Linked DNA regions of Mus musculus: all the other regions are linked to region 1. The links are chromatin contacts, called in public HiChIP or PLAC-seq and promoter capture Hi-C maps. All regions are on one chromosome and are shown on one strand. The core of a region is the stretch at or near the end of the contact, and the rest is flanking DNA. Distances in the headings are between cores, read along the strand shown.

Region 1 (3,402 bases), core at 457-2,956:
TTTCTCTAGCTTCTCCTTTCTCTAGCTCCTCCATTGAGGGCCCTGTTGTTCCTTCCTATAGATGACTGTGAGTATCCATTTCTGTATTTGCCAGGCACTGGCATAGCCTCACAAGAGACAGCTATATCAGGTTCCTTTCAACAAAATCTTGCTGGCATATGCAATAGTGTCTGGGTTTGGTGACTGATTATGGAATGGACTCCCGGGGTGGGGTAGTCTCTGGATGGTCTATCCTTTCGTCTTAGCTCCAAACTTTGTCTCTGTAACTCCTTCCATAGGTGTTTTGTTCCCTATTCTAAGGAGGAATGAAGTATCCACACTTTGGTCTTCATTCTTCTTGATTTTCTTGTGTTTTGCAAATTGTATCTGGGGTATTCTAAGTTTCTGGGGTAATATCCACTTATCAGTGAGTGCACAGTAAGGAAGGTCACACTAAGAATGTATGTAGGTTGGGTATCAATTTAACAGGAGCTAGACTAGCCCAAGACAAGCTCTGGGCATGCCTCTGAGGGATTATCTAGATTTAGTTAATTGAGGAGAGGAGACCAGAGGGCCCTTAACTGGGAGACACCATTGCCTGGACTGAACAAAAGGTCCTTAAGTCCCTGCTGGGAGACTCCAGGCTTTGAAGGGCTGTAACCTGGGACTGTGAGTCAGCATGAAGCCTTCCTCCTTTACCTTGCTATCCTCAGGGTATTTTTCCACAACAGTAAAAGGAATCTAGGCCTTAGGGAATCTGCGTGATCAGAGAGGAGGTAGAACTGTTGGTGGGGGAGACTCTTGGAGATGCAGATAAGAAGGTCCAGGTAGAAAGCCCTAGGGCAAGTCCCCTTAACACTTAAGAACTCCGTCTGGAGCAGAAACAACCATTTTAGATGAAGAATCCGCAGTTCAAGATAACTAGAGAGAAAGGCAAGCAGGATGCAAGGTGAGGACTGTGGTAAGATGACCTATTCGGCCTCCAGCAGCTGAAGGAGGAGGAAGCCCACTGGGAGAGAGCAATGTGTTGGAAGCCGGAAGTGAGGCTGCAGCTCCGCGAAGGGGCGGGGCTGCTCAGCCATGGAATAAATAGATCGAGGGATGGCGGGGAGCCAAGCGTGGTTTTCAAGCGTGGGACCACCCAGATGTGGGGACAGCATTCTGAATCCCGGTTGAAATCACAGCATCAGGAGTCTAAACACAATTAACATTCCTTGCCAGGTGGCCAACATAGAAACAGTGTAACCCTTAGGCTTTAAGCCCAATTCATTGATATTTTAACATTTTTTTGTGGAAAAAAAATATATATAACCTTATGTTGGCCACCTTCACAGCAAATGCTAATTGTGCTGCGGCTCTAGAAGATGAGGTTTCAACTAGGGACTCCTTTTATCTCCCACATCAGGATGGTTTTTCTTTCTATCCTGCCTCAGTGGACTCAGTAAAGATTTAGGGGAACATCAGACAAACTAGGATTCAAGAGTCTGAGGCCTAAGCCCCACAGTTTATGCCGGAAATAACCGAACACTTTGAGGAGCCAAAGGAAGGACTTCCGTGGAGGCAATGACGTGACAGCTGCACCAGGCGCGCTGGATGCAACTTCCCTCCCATGGCTCCCGCTGCTTCTCTGCAGGCTGGCGCCAGCTGGCGGGCCTGACGGGGCGCAGACTGGAACGAATGGCCACTTTGAGTTTCAACTCGAAGCGTCCACCAGGGGGAGGCTGCAGGACCTCGCTGTGCAGAGCTGAGAAGGGCTGCCACGTGTCGGATGAGGACTGCGGAGAGCCGCGGGGCGCGGAGGAGGCTCGGTCCTTCCCCAAAGCACAGGCTGAGCTGTCTGTGCAAAGGTGTAATGACACGGAGAAAGGGCGGATTTTAAGGGATAAAAGAAGAGGCTTTTCGCGACGCCGCTTCAGCAAGTTATCTGAACCGAGCCAGCTTTCCTGGGAGGATCAAGAATTCCAGCTCCTCAGCCTGGACTCGAGGGGAGCAGGAGAGCTGTGGAGCCGGAGAACAATGGGAAGTCTGTGGTTAGGGAGGTGACCTGCAGTTCTACACGGGGACACCCGAGAGGAAGCCGAGAAGACGCTTGGTCCTTGGTTTTAATTAATTTTTACTTATTCCTACCCAGTAGGAATAGAGAAAATCTTGCCTTAAAAAAAAAAAACTAAATAAAAGCAAGCAAACAAAAACAATGTTTAAAAATTAGCCTTAGTACACACACACACACATATATATACACACACATACACAAATCCTTTCTGGGATTAAGGGGGGTTGGAGACAAGGTCTCACTTTGTGGCTGTGGCCTGGAACTCAATATGTAGACCAGGCTGACCTCTCCTGTAACTCATAGAGATCCACTGGCCTCTGCCTCCCTACTGCTGGTATTAAATATATGGGCCACCACACCCAGCTTTTTTTTTTTCTCTTTTAGTTGTGGTAAAAATACATATATCAGGGTCAGGGAGATGACACAGCACACAAAGGCACCTGTCACTAAGCCTTGTGTTTGTGATATCTGGAATCCATGTGATAGGAGGAGAGAACAGAGTCCTGTAAAGAGGACCCAAAGGTCATCTCTGATCTCCACACCTGTGTTAACACGTGCACACAAATAATAAATAAATAAGTGCAAATGAAATACACATAGGGTGGCATAAAGCCTTAGAGATGTATTGCCAAAGTGGAAATGTGCTGTCTCCATGGGAGCACACTTGGCTAGCATGCAGAGACCCTGGGTTCAGGTGAGCAGTGAAGACAGCAAAAAAAAAAAAAAAAAAAAAAAACCCACATAAAATCGACCATGTTGGACACTTTGAACAATCCAAATGGGGAACATTAAGAAAATTCATAATGTTGGGTGTAGTGGCGCATGCCTTTAGTCCCAGCACTCGGGAGGCAGAGATAGGTGGATTTCTGTGAGTTTGAGGCCAACCTGGTCTATAGAGAGAGTTCCAGGACAGCCAGGACTACACAGAGAGACACTGTCCCCAAATAAGGAAATAAATAAATAAGAACATTTATACTGCCAGGTATGGAGAGACTTATGTAAAACCCAACATAGTGAGCCAGGAAGTACAGGACTCAAGGTCTATGCAAGGAACTCAAGGTCAGTCTAGGTTACACAAGACCTGTCTCAAGAGTGCACCAAACCAGGGCTGGTGAGATGGCTCAGTGGGTAAGAGCACCAGACTGCTCTTCTGAAGGTCCGGAGTTCAAATCCCAGCAACCACATGGTGGCTCACAATGAGATCTTCTGGAGTGTCTGAAGACAGCTACAGTGTACTTACATATAATAAATAAATCTTTAAGAAAGAGTGCACCAAACCAAAACAAAGGATCTTGTTCCCACTGCTATGCCACCACTACTACCTGAAGAGTGCTCTCTCCCTGGGATTACAGGCATGCACCACCACTACC
Region 2 (3,402 bases), core at 281-2,780, 320 kb after region 1:
GGGAATGAAATCTCTTACTCTTCAGGGCTGATTTCAGAAGCAGGGCTTTGTGGCTTTTCTAGCAGGTCTATAGAATTAAGCCTTGGCTCTCCCGAGGAGATGTCTGCTTGAAGGGAAAGTCTGGAGTGTCCCAAGGGCCCTGTCCTACTGTTGCTGTGTCCTGAAGGATGTAAGGTGTTCAGGGCCTGCCTTCTTTCCCTTGTGGAGTGGTAGGGGAGCAGAGGGATAGCTCGCTGGGTGTAGGCAAAGCCTGATGACCTGAGCGTCACCCCATGGTGGAAGAGGGACCTCGGGAAGGTCTCTAGAGCGGGGCGTGTTTTACTTTGGAAGGAGCCGACTTTCAGTTGCTTTGTTTCAGTCTCGAGCCTCCCTTGGATCTTGGTGTTCTCTAGTGTCTGAGATGGGGTTTCAGGTCTGTCTGCATATGCGGGGTCCATCCCTCACATCCCCACAATTCTCAACCTGGACCTGTGAAGGGCCAGGAGGTGGCCCAGGACTTTGTCACTGTCTTGGGAAGGAAGTGGGCTGTCAGCTGGCCGAGTCCAGGTTTCTCAGGAAGTGACTGTGACCTATACAAAGAAAGCATCCCTTACACTTGGCCAGTCTATCGACGTGCATGTCTACATTTTCAAAAATGGTATCTATGACGGGGAGAGGGAGATGCACGTGTGTGCTACAGCGGGAGTGTGGGTCAGAGGTCAAGTTTGTTAGGAACCGGTGTGTTCTTCCGTTTTACCATTATCTGGGGGCCAGAGTGGAGCTGCAGGTTACCAGGGTTGCATCGCAACTGCTGTGCTCAGTGAACCATCTTCCTGGCCTCGTTTCTTTCTATCTTTTTTTTTTTTTTTTTTAAAGAAATGTGCAAACTGCTGACCTGGGCATCTTGGAAAGCCCTAGACCAGGAACTCTGCAAGTGTGCATGTCACTGAGAGGCCCAGGACAGCGTCCGTGGCACTGAGATGCAGAAGGCCTTTGGTCCCGTCTCTCTTCTGCATCCGCATCTATACTTGAGCGAGTCAAAGGTCTAGCCTGGGGCAGAGGGCAGTCTGGGACATGCTCTTGGTTCATCCTTCCTTGCGACCTGGTGAACACTGGGGCCATCCTGTGACCCTGGGTCTTCTCTGTACCTGGTTACTTCTGCTCGTAGCCGATTCAGACATGCCTGCTTTTAGCTCCGGGGATGGACGGAACCGTGGTAGGCACGTGCTGGGCTGAGCTGAGCTGCGTCCCAGCCTGCAGTCTTGCTTCTCCTGGGTAAGACCCCACATCTTCAGCTCTTTACCCAGGCCTGATTTCATATTCTGTTAAATCACCCGGCTTTGTTCTGATGGCTTCCTGCTTGCCACAGGCACAATCACAAGGAAGCAGAACTCCCAGAGCAAGCGCGCATGTGTTCTAAAATAAGAGCAGATTCACTCCAAACACAGGAAAAGTCCCGAGTCTTTAATTAAGGGGCTAAATCCAACCCCACAAATGTTTCTTTCTGTGAGAGCTGATTGCTCCGGCTTGTGCGTCACCGCGTGAGTGTGGAGAGGCGTGTAGGTTTTCAATGAACGAGTGCAGACCCCCAAGCAGGTGGTGCTAGAGCTTAAAACACCACAGAAGAGACCCTCGTCCACCAAGCACAGACCTCAGCACGTCCGAGGATGATGGGTGGCCGAGGCACAGGAGGCAAGTGGCCCTCAGCCTTCGGGCTGCTGCTGCTCTGGGGGGTCGCAGCCTCCGCCCTTCCCCTGGAGAGTGGCCCTACTGGCCAGGACAGTGTGGTGAGTGCACCTGCTCAGTTTGTCTCTGTAATTCTGACCACTCAGTCCTGCATGATGTGTTCTGTGTTGTGGTGTGTGTGTGTCCCTAGGATTTTACAACGCCCCATTCAGACCCCTGGTCCCTGTTTGCCCTCAGTTCTCCTAGCCTGGGTCTGTCAGGGACTCCTCTCTGCTGGTGTCTGCTTTGGAGACAGGGATTGCTTCCAGCTGTCACAGCGCTCCACCGTCTTCTCTGCCGTGAGACCAGTCACACGGACTTCCAGAGCCTTAATTTATATACACAGCTATACTCTCACTCGCTCAAATAATTCCTGCCCTCTTGTTCTCCATGGTGTAAATTTTATAATTTCATCAAATGATTTACTTTCTCTTTTTTCCATTTTTGAAAAAGTTCCAAGAAAGAGTCCATAAAGTTGACCATTAAAAGTGGATTTTTCTTTGAGATCACCAGATGAGTTTCAGATGGGTCGTTTATCATCAGAGTACTCCTAGAAACTTCCTGAGGAGTTTGAAAGAAGGCCCAGACTTAGCGACTCAGTCTGTTCTGATTTCTGAACATCCAGGAGGATGTGTGGAGGTGGGAGAGCCTGTGGACCCAGGGCCTCTCAGCTGGCAGCCATTTTGACAGCTTTCCTAGTCTCAGAGCTGAGGACCTCAGCACAGATTATAAGGTAGAAGTTAAAGCACTTTATTTGTTTTCAAGATAAGGCCTCACTGTGTGTAGCCCAGGCTAGCCCAAGCTCACAGTACTCTATCTGCTGTTGCCTCCTGACTGCCGAGTCCAAAGGTCTCTGCTACCATGCTTGAAAAAAATCAGCATTTTTATTTATTTATTTATTTATTATTATTGGACTGGTCTGTTTTTCTCCACTGAGCAGTTTCTCTAGAGTCCGTCTCACTCTGACTTTGAGGGAGTGTGGTTTGTTAAGGAACAGTTTGCTCTCTGTGGGGGGTGGGGGTGGGGGGGCATATCCGAAGGCTGAGTGAGTCCCAGTGAGTGAGTGGTGAGTGGTTGCTTTTCTCTCCTTTGTTATCTGCTTCTCTAAAACACAGCAGGAAGCCACCGAGGGGAGGAGCGGCCTTCTGACTTTCCTTGCCTGGTGGCACGAGTGGGCTTCCCAAGCCAGCTCCAGCACCCCCGTCGGAGGGGGTACCCCCGGGCTGTCCAAGAGCCAGGAAAGGCCACCCCCCCAACAGCCCCCACACCTGGATAAAAAGCCCTGCAAGAACTTCTTCTGGAAAACCTTCTCCTCGTGCAAGTAACCCCACCCTGGGCATAGCACCCTGGCCACCCTGTGAGATGCCAACGAGACCTGAATAAAGACTGTCAATCAGCGGGGAGCTTTCTTCTTATGTCAGCTTTGCCTCCCCTGCCCTGTGAGAATCATTGGTTTCAGTAATGCTCGCTACCGACAACAGGTCAACTAAGGGATTGGAGATTCAGTGACCCCCTCCAAATAAAATGGTGGTGGCTCTTGCTCCAATCAGCAGAACCATTGGGCTTCCGTCCCCTTCCTGGTGCTGGGAGGTGAGGGTTATGTCTTCTCTTGGTCGACATGCACGTGCGCGCATTTGTGTGTGTGTGTTTGAGTGTGTGTTTGAGAAAAGGTCTGTCTAAGCTCAGGCTGGCCTTGAA
Region 3 (3,402 bases), core at 658-3,157, 260 kb after region 1:
TCTATGGATCAGAAGTGAGTACTCAGATTTCACAGAGACAAAGTACCAGTTTTTCTATAGTTCTGGATTCAGCTCAACATCACTGTCCTATTCTGGACAACTCTAGAGTGTGTGGGCACTTTCTTCATTTAAGTTTATTAACTTTAGGTTGTTATTAGATGTATGAAATTGTTATATGTGCTACTAAGAAAGCAGAAGCTAGTTAAAAACACAAATCAAATGTAAGATGGATCCAAAGAAATGATAAAGCATAGAGGCCCACCGAGATGGCTCAGATGGTGAAGCGCTTGCTGTGCCAGCATGAGAACCTGCGTTCAGCTCCCCAGCATCCGCATAAAAAGCATCTGCAGGGGAACAGGACTGGTCTCAGTGCTGAGGAGGCTGAGACAGGTGGATCTAAGAGCTGGGGGACGGGAGGAGTGTCTTCTGGATGTGGTCACCTGCCTGAGACCTGCATAAGAAGAAGCCAGCCCATGGATTGGGAGGGGCTCAGGGGGCCCAGTTCCTAGCTGAGGAGCTATTGGCAACTGATGGCTGCTGGGAAAGAGTCCTTTTTCTTTGTGGCATGGCCACTGGTCCGTGCTCTAGTATCTGGCCCACGCCTGTGTGAGTGTAGACAGCACTAACTGAACTCACTGGATTACTGACATGAAGCTGGAAGGGCTGTGTGGTGGTGGAGATGACCAAAGTACATTGTATAGGGTATAAAACTCACAGAATAAATAGATACTACATAAAAGGTAAAAACTTAGCACAATTAAGTGGAGAATGATAGAGGAAGGCATCTAGTGAGAGAGGAAGGCTTCCACATGCATGAGCTCATGCATACACACACACTCACACACACACACACACTCAAACACACACACAAACATACCCATGCACACATGTACGCACACACACACAAAAATAGTAAAGCTTGCAAAATGAACCTTTTTTTTTTTAAGATTTTTTTATTTTATGAGTACACTGTAGCTGTCTTCAGACACACCAAAGAGGGCATCAGATTCCATTATAGATGGTTGTGGTTGCTGGGAATTGAACTCAGGACATCTGGAAGAACTATAAGTGCTCTTAACTGCTGAGCCATCTCTCCAGCCTCAAAATGGACCTTTAGAATCAGAAATATACAGAATCATCAGGCTAAGCTATTCTAGGAGACCCCTAACAACCAGAACAGAGGCCTAAAGAATGATGGCGTTCACTACTCTACTCCTCTGCTCTTAGGAGCCTTCTCAGCTAGGTCCAGGTTCTTCTTCATTTGTTTGCTTTATCTGCTATCCACAAGATGTGAACTTTTTTTTTCTAAAGGATTTATTTATTTATTAAGTACACGGTATTCTGCCTGCATTTATGCCTGCAAGCCAGGAGAGGGCACTCGTCCTCGTTACAGATGGTTGTGAGCCACCATGTGGTTGCTGGGAATTGAACTAATGAGAGTCTGGAAGAGCAGACAGTGCTCTTAACCTCTGAGCCATCTCTCCAGCCCAAGATGTGAACTTTTTAAAACCCCTTAGAAACTTGCTATAGCACAGTGGCCAAGCATCTTCCTGTGTCTCTGACTGGGCAGTCTACCAGTCCCAGAGAGAGCTGCTGCTGTCAGTCAGGGGCCACACTTTGAGACCCACTGTGTCAGTTCTGGCCATGAGACTGATAGGACACTCCTGAGGGAACACAGTTCCTATCAGATGCTTGTGTTCTCAGGACTCAGTGGCCCCAGTGTCCTGTTCCACGGAGAAGATGCTGGAATGAGGGTTACCTTTCTGACACCAGCTTCTCTTAGCTGACCTCTGAAACTGATGTTTGCCTCTGGCACTTGGGCAGGCGCACTGTGTCTGGTGAGGTCATGTCCACAGTGGCTCTGACCTAACTGACGTGCTTCTTACTCTTTGCTTCCTCTGTAAGGACCCCAGAAGCCAACTCTCGTGCCTCCAGTCCCTGCCAAGAATTTGAACAGTTTCAGATCGTCCCAACTGTGGAGACACCCTATTTGGCCCGAGCAGGGAAGAATGAATTTCTCAATCTTGTTCCAGACATTGAAGAAGTCAGAGCGGGGTGAGTCCTGTGGCATGCACCCTTTCTAGCTCTGCTGTGCAAGGCTGTTCCAGCCTAGAGCACAGGGCTGTGCTGCCGTGTGCGGTGGGCATCTGGGCCTAGCACATTGTGCTGATGTGACCAGTGATGATCTAGGCCAACTGGATCATTTTCCTGTCCTGGTGCATCTGAGGGCTCGCCTAGTGGAAGCATGTATCGATGGGTCGATCTCAGCTTACTACTGTTTACTTTAGGAGAAACTGACTTCTTTTACAATGTCCTTTCAGATCAGTGGTATCTAAGAAAGGATACCTGCATTTCAAAGAGCCACTTTCCAGTAACTGGGCTAAACATTTCGTTGTGGTTCGTCGCCCTTACGTCTTCATCTATAACAGTGACAAAGACCCAGTAGAGCGTGGCATCATTAACCTGTCTACAGCACAGGTGGAGTACAGCGAGGACCAGCAGGCCATGGTGAAGGTCAGTCTCTCCTGACTTGGCTGTCTGATGCTCCCTGTGTTCTTCCCTTTTGAGTCTGGCGTTCTAGTCTGTGGCATGGATCCTAGTTTATATCTGGGTTGCATGAACTTTCGGTGTGAAGTGCTGTGCACCCTGTGAATTTGGCAAGATGTTCCTAACTGTTCATTCTCTCCAATAACTTTCTTCTACCTAATGTCTCTTCCCAGACACCTAATACTTTTGCTGTATGCACAAAGCACCGTGGGGTCCTTCTGCAAGCTCTCAATGACAAAGACATGAATGACTGGTTATATGCCTTTAACCCACTTCTGGCTGGCACAATAAGGTCAGATACTGTTCTTTTGCTTCATTTCCTCATGCTGAGACAGTCTCACTGTATAGCCCAAGCCAGATTCTAAGTTCTCCACCTCATCCCAAGGACTGGGTTTACAGGTGTGCACTACCATGCCTGGCTCGTGAAAGCTCTTTCTCACATTTACATGAGTAGGAAAGATGTGTCGTTCTAACTGGGATGAAAATGGAAAGGAAGGCAAGGGTACGATGATGAGTTACAGGGTGAGACGAGTGCCCTGCTTCCAGTGCAGTGTCGTGCGTCCTCAGCCGTAAGGACACCACCGGTCCTATCCTTCATCTCCTTTAGGTTTCAGTTTTCAGGAGGTCTGCAGAAGGCCCAGAGCACCGAGTAAAGGAGAAACAGTGCTTTAATGGACTCCCATAGTTCAGGCTGTGTGAGAGGAGCGCATCTCACAGAGTCCCCAGCGTAGGAAAGACCTCATAGCTGTCCCTGGGCTACTGTTAGGAGTCATAATGTCCATATGTGCTCTGCAGGCTATCTGCTCTGCGACCCCTGTGAAAAGGGTATTCAACCCCCAAAGGGGTCTCGAGTTG
Region 4 (3,402 bases), core at 617-3,116, 270 kb before region 1:
AGATGGGGTGAGAGTTCCTGAGGGACTGACTGTGTGAGCCTGCCTCATTTCTACCTTATTCTCAACTGCGGCCTCACTCGATACACCATCCACAGTCTGCTTCCCAGACCACAGTCAGAAACCAGCCCTTTAACTGGGACGGAAAAGGGGACTTTGTAGTAGGTAACCTTGTCCCCAAAGTTGTTTTCCCTGTTTTTGGATGACTGTTGATAAAGCCCAGTTCCCACGACCCCCCTGTCAGGCTCCGCTAACTTGCTGGAGCCCCTCTGAGAACTCTGGGAACTGTTCCCTGGCTCTTTCTGACTTGTAATAAAGGACTAGACGTGACAGAGACAGTGGAGAGAGGAATGAATGGCCCAGGTCAGGGAGGGCACGGGGCACCCTGGCTGCACTGACCAGAAAGCGCTCAGAACACTGCCCTCTTGAGGTACAGTGTTGCCTAGCACCCAGGAAGCCCCAGCATCCCAGAAAGCCAGGGGCCTGTAATCCTAGCACTTCAGAGGCCTGGGCAGGAGGATCAGTGTCCGCCTCAGCTCTGTAGTGAGTTTGGGGCCAGTCTAGGATCCATGAGATTTTTTTCTCAAAACAAACGACAAAGATCCCCCTGTTCTCTTGAGGATTTATGTGGGAGCGGCTGGTGACATCTAGACCTTCTTCCCCTCTCAGTAAGCTGGAGGGAGGGCAGGGCTGAAAGTTCCCACCCTCTCCACACAGCTAGTTAGTTTCCCTTAGCAGCCAGCCCCATCCTCAGACTGTCCAGCAGCCCTCAGGCCTGGTCAGCCCTGGCCACAGAAAGACACCACTGCAGAATTTTCCAGGACGTTAGGAGCTGAGTGCAGGCGACTGGACAAAGGTCAAATATGCATGTGACAGCATTACAGGTACTGGCAGCTCTGGTGAGAGCCAGAGACTGAGGCACCCTCACCTGTCCCCACTTGCGACACCCACCTAGCTGACCTATCCTGGGTCTCTTCAACAGGTCCCAAGTCTACTTTTCTGGGAAGGACTTGATTGGCCTCGCTGGAATCCGAGCCTCCATTCTGGTCCAGTAAGTTATGGCCATGAGTCAAGTTTGTCTGCTGGTTGCCCACCTTCTTGATTACAAAGGGGAAGAGTTGCCAAAAACAGGCCAGACTAACAGGCTAGAAGCTAACTGTGTCCATGTGAGTTCATCCTGTTTTGGTCTTGCTTAACACACACATACATACAACACACAAACAGACACACACATATCATCCACAATACACACACATATACAACGTGCACACCAATACAAGACAAGACACATATATACACAAACATAACACACACACTTAATATACCAACAGACATACACAAATACACATATATACACATATATAAAATGTATAAAATGCACAACATGAAAAACAGACACATACACCATATACAATACAGAGCCACATACAGAAACACACAGCACACACAACACAGAGAAACACAAACATAAGAGAGACAAGCACATACACACACACAAACACAGCACACAAGCAAGCACATGCACACATATACACAGAAACACACACACACAGCACACAAGCAAGCACATGCACGCTTGTTCAATCTCTTTAGATTTCCTTTATTTTTTATTTATTTTTTATTTTTTGATTGAACTCACGTCCTCTGGAAGATCAGTCAGTGCTCTTAACTGCTGAGCCACCTACCTGTCCAGCCCCTCCTCTGCTTTTCTAAGACATCCTCATTCCTGTTGCCCTCTTTAATGGTTCTGTCCTCAGCCCTACCTTCTGCCCCTCTCCTGTTTTGCTGTCCCTCCTCTAGGTGGCTCCCTAGGACTCCTCAGTGTATGAACGATCAGTCAGTTAACCACACCAGACTCTGTAGAGCAGAGGCACAGAAGCGATGTGGAAAGCTGTGCTCTGATGTTAGCTTGTCTGGGCTTACCCGTGTAAGGAAGCAAGGCTGCCCCAGGCTCCGCCCACAGGGAAGTTAGCCATTGTGGGACTCTCTTCTAGCCCTGCCTGAGAATTTCTTGGCCAGGCTTTTTCTTGTAGAGCTGTGATGGCCATGGCCATTCCCTGCCTGGTGCCGGGACTTTGGCAGAGCCATGTCCCTAAGGATGGGATGACACAGTTTGCTTCTCAGATCTCCATCCATCATAAAGCCCTAGTGGATTACCTGAAATTTATACTTTGCTTAGTTATGTGTACAGGGCTCTGGTAGAACATGGTGGTATTCTTTTTGTTGTGGTTGTTGTTGTTTTTGGTTTTTTGTTGTTTTGTTTTGTTTGTTTTTTAAAGATTTATTTATTTATTATATGTAAGTACACTGTAGTTGTCTTCAGATACACCAGAAGAGGGCATCAGATCTCATTATGGGTGGTTGTGAGCCACCATGTGGTTGCTGGAATTTGAACTTCGGACCTTCGGAAGAGCAGTTGGGTGCCCTTACCCACTGAGCCATCTCACCAGCCCCTGTTTTTGTTTTTTGAGGCAGGGTTTCTCTGTGTATCCCTTCCTGTCCTGGAACTCACTTTGTAGACCAGGCTGGCCTCGAACTCAGAGATCCGCCTGCCTCTACCTCCTGAGTGCTGGGATTAAAGATGAACACCACTGCCAGGCAGTGTTGGCACACGCCTTTGATCCCAGCACTTGGGAGGCAGAGGCAGGCGAATTTCTGAGTTCCAGGGCAGCCTGGTCTACGAAGTGAGTTCCAGAACAGCCAGGGCTACACAGAGAAACCCTGTCTCGAAAAAAACAAAACAAAACAAAACAGGAGACAGAGGCAGGTGGATCTCTCTCTGAGTTTGAGGCCAGTCTGGATTTCAGAGCAAGGTCCAGGAGCTACACGGAGAAACCCTGTCTAAAATAAAATAAAATGTGTATAGGGGCTGGAGAAATTCAGTGGCTAAGAGCACTGACTGCTCTTGCAAAGGACCCAGGTTTGGTTCCCAGCATCTACATGGTGACTCACAACCACCTGTAACTCTAGTTGCGGTCTTCTGACCTCCATGTTTATCAGGCACACATGTGGTGTGTGTGTGTGTGTGTGTGTGTGTGTGTGTGTGTGTGTGTGTGTGCAAGCAGGCAAAACACTCATAGCCAGAAGAATAAAATAAATACATATACTAAGATGAAAAATTACGTGTATATATGTGTCTATGTAGCAATCCCTGCAAAGGCCATAGGAGAACATCAGATCCCCTGGAGCTGAAGTTACAAGCAGCTGTGGACTGCTCAATGGGAGAAGCAAACTTGAGTCCTCTGCAAAAACAAACAGAACCAGCTCCTAAGGTCAGCATTGTCTCTCCAGCCCCATCTCTGCAATGTTTATTTGGAGTCATACCTCTTGTCTAGGCCAATGCCTTGAAATCCTGTCCACTTGAATCTTTAGCCTTAAAGTGGGCAGGCCCCAGGGTGTGGGCTT

What was found. HiChIP or PLAC-seq counts read pairs in DNA pulled down with a chosen protein or histone mark. Capture Hi-C pulls out chosen DNA fragments and counts their contacts.
Region 2: a contact with region 1 is called in an HNF4G HiChIP or PLAC-seq map of pancreatic cancer cells. The contact joins the promoter of Cort here to the enhancer-like site in region 1. A contact is called at or near these places in 1 of 39 promoter capture datasets (the C10 cell line), 2 of 484 Hi-C or Micro-C datasets (palatal mesenchyme and uterus), 6 of 115 datasets of contacts at active chromatin or transcription factors (the 230-238 cell line, bone marrow-derived macrophages, craniofacial prominence and 3 more) and 3 of 9 other capture datasets (adipose tissue, liver and pancreatic islet).
Region 3: an H3K4me3 HiChIP or PLAC-seq map of bone marrow-derived macrophages shows a contact between it and region 1, with 6 times the contacts expected there. The contact joins two enhancer-like sites. A contact is called at or near these places in 1 of 484 Hi-C or Micro-C datasets (the G1E-ER4 cell line), 4 of 115 datasets of contacts at active chromatin or transcription factors (bone marrow-derived macrophages, embryonic midbrain, extraembryonic endoderm stem cells and 1 more) and 2 of 9 other capture datasets (adipose tissue and embryonic stem cells).
Region 4: a promoter capture Hi-C map of liver shows a contact between it and region 1. The contact joins two enhancer-like sites. A contact is called at or near these places in 2 of 484 Hi-C or Micro-C datasets (Th1 cells and embryonic stem cells), 3 of 115 datasets of contacts at active chromatin or transcription factors (double positive thymocytes, embryonic stem cells and large pre-B cells) and 2 of 9 other capture datasets (adipose tissue and liver).

What each region holds. Positions count from the first base shown.
Region 1 is chr4:149,443,740-149,447,141 of GRCm38.p6, reverse strand. No RefSeq gene overlaps it. Among named protein-coding and RNA genes, the nearest start is that of Rbp7, 9.5 kb to the left of the region's middle. Within about 2 kb of position 1,706, at least 258 of the 459 cell types and tissues checked have an H3K27ac peak or open chromatin away from gene starts, as enhancers often do. A contact at or near this core is called in Th1 cells, adipose tissue, bone marrow-derived macrophages and 6 more, where this site is marked.
Region 2 is chr4:149,124,891-149,128,292 of GRCm38.p6, reverse strand. It overlaps Cort (cortistatin), which reads left to right and starts at 1,530. Exons shown (of 2, transcript NM_007745.4): 1 at 1,530-1,766; 2 at 2,820-3,259. The coding sequence starts at 1,647. The coding sequence ends at 3,029.
Region 3 is chr4:149,180,921-149,184,322 of GRCm38.p6, reverse strand. It overlaps Kif1b (kinesin family member 1B), which reads left to right. Exons shown (of 49, transcript NM_001290995.1): 45 at 1-14; 46 at 1,906-2,055; 47 at 2,322-2,514; 48 at 2,721-2,839. Among named protein-coding and RNA genes, the nearest start is that of Pgd, 16 kb to the right of the region's middle. Within about 2 kb of position 1,907, at least 25 of the 459 cell types and tissues checked have an H3K27ac peak or open chromatin away from gene starts, as enhancers often do. A contact at or near this core is called in adipose tissue and bone marrow-derived macrophages, where this site is marked.
Region 4 is chr4:149,709,190-149,712,591 of GRCm38.p6, reverse strand. No RefSeq gene overlaps it. Among named protein-coding and RNA genes, the nearest start is that of Tmem201, 27 kb to the left of the region's middle. Within about 2 kb of position 1,866, at least 148 of the 459 cell types and tissues checked have an H3K27ac peak or open chromatin away from gene starts, as enhancers often do. A contact at or near this core is called in Th1 cells and embryonic stem cells, where this site is marked.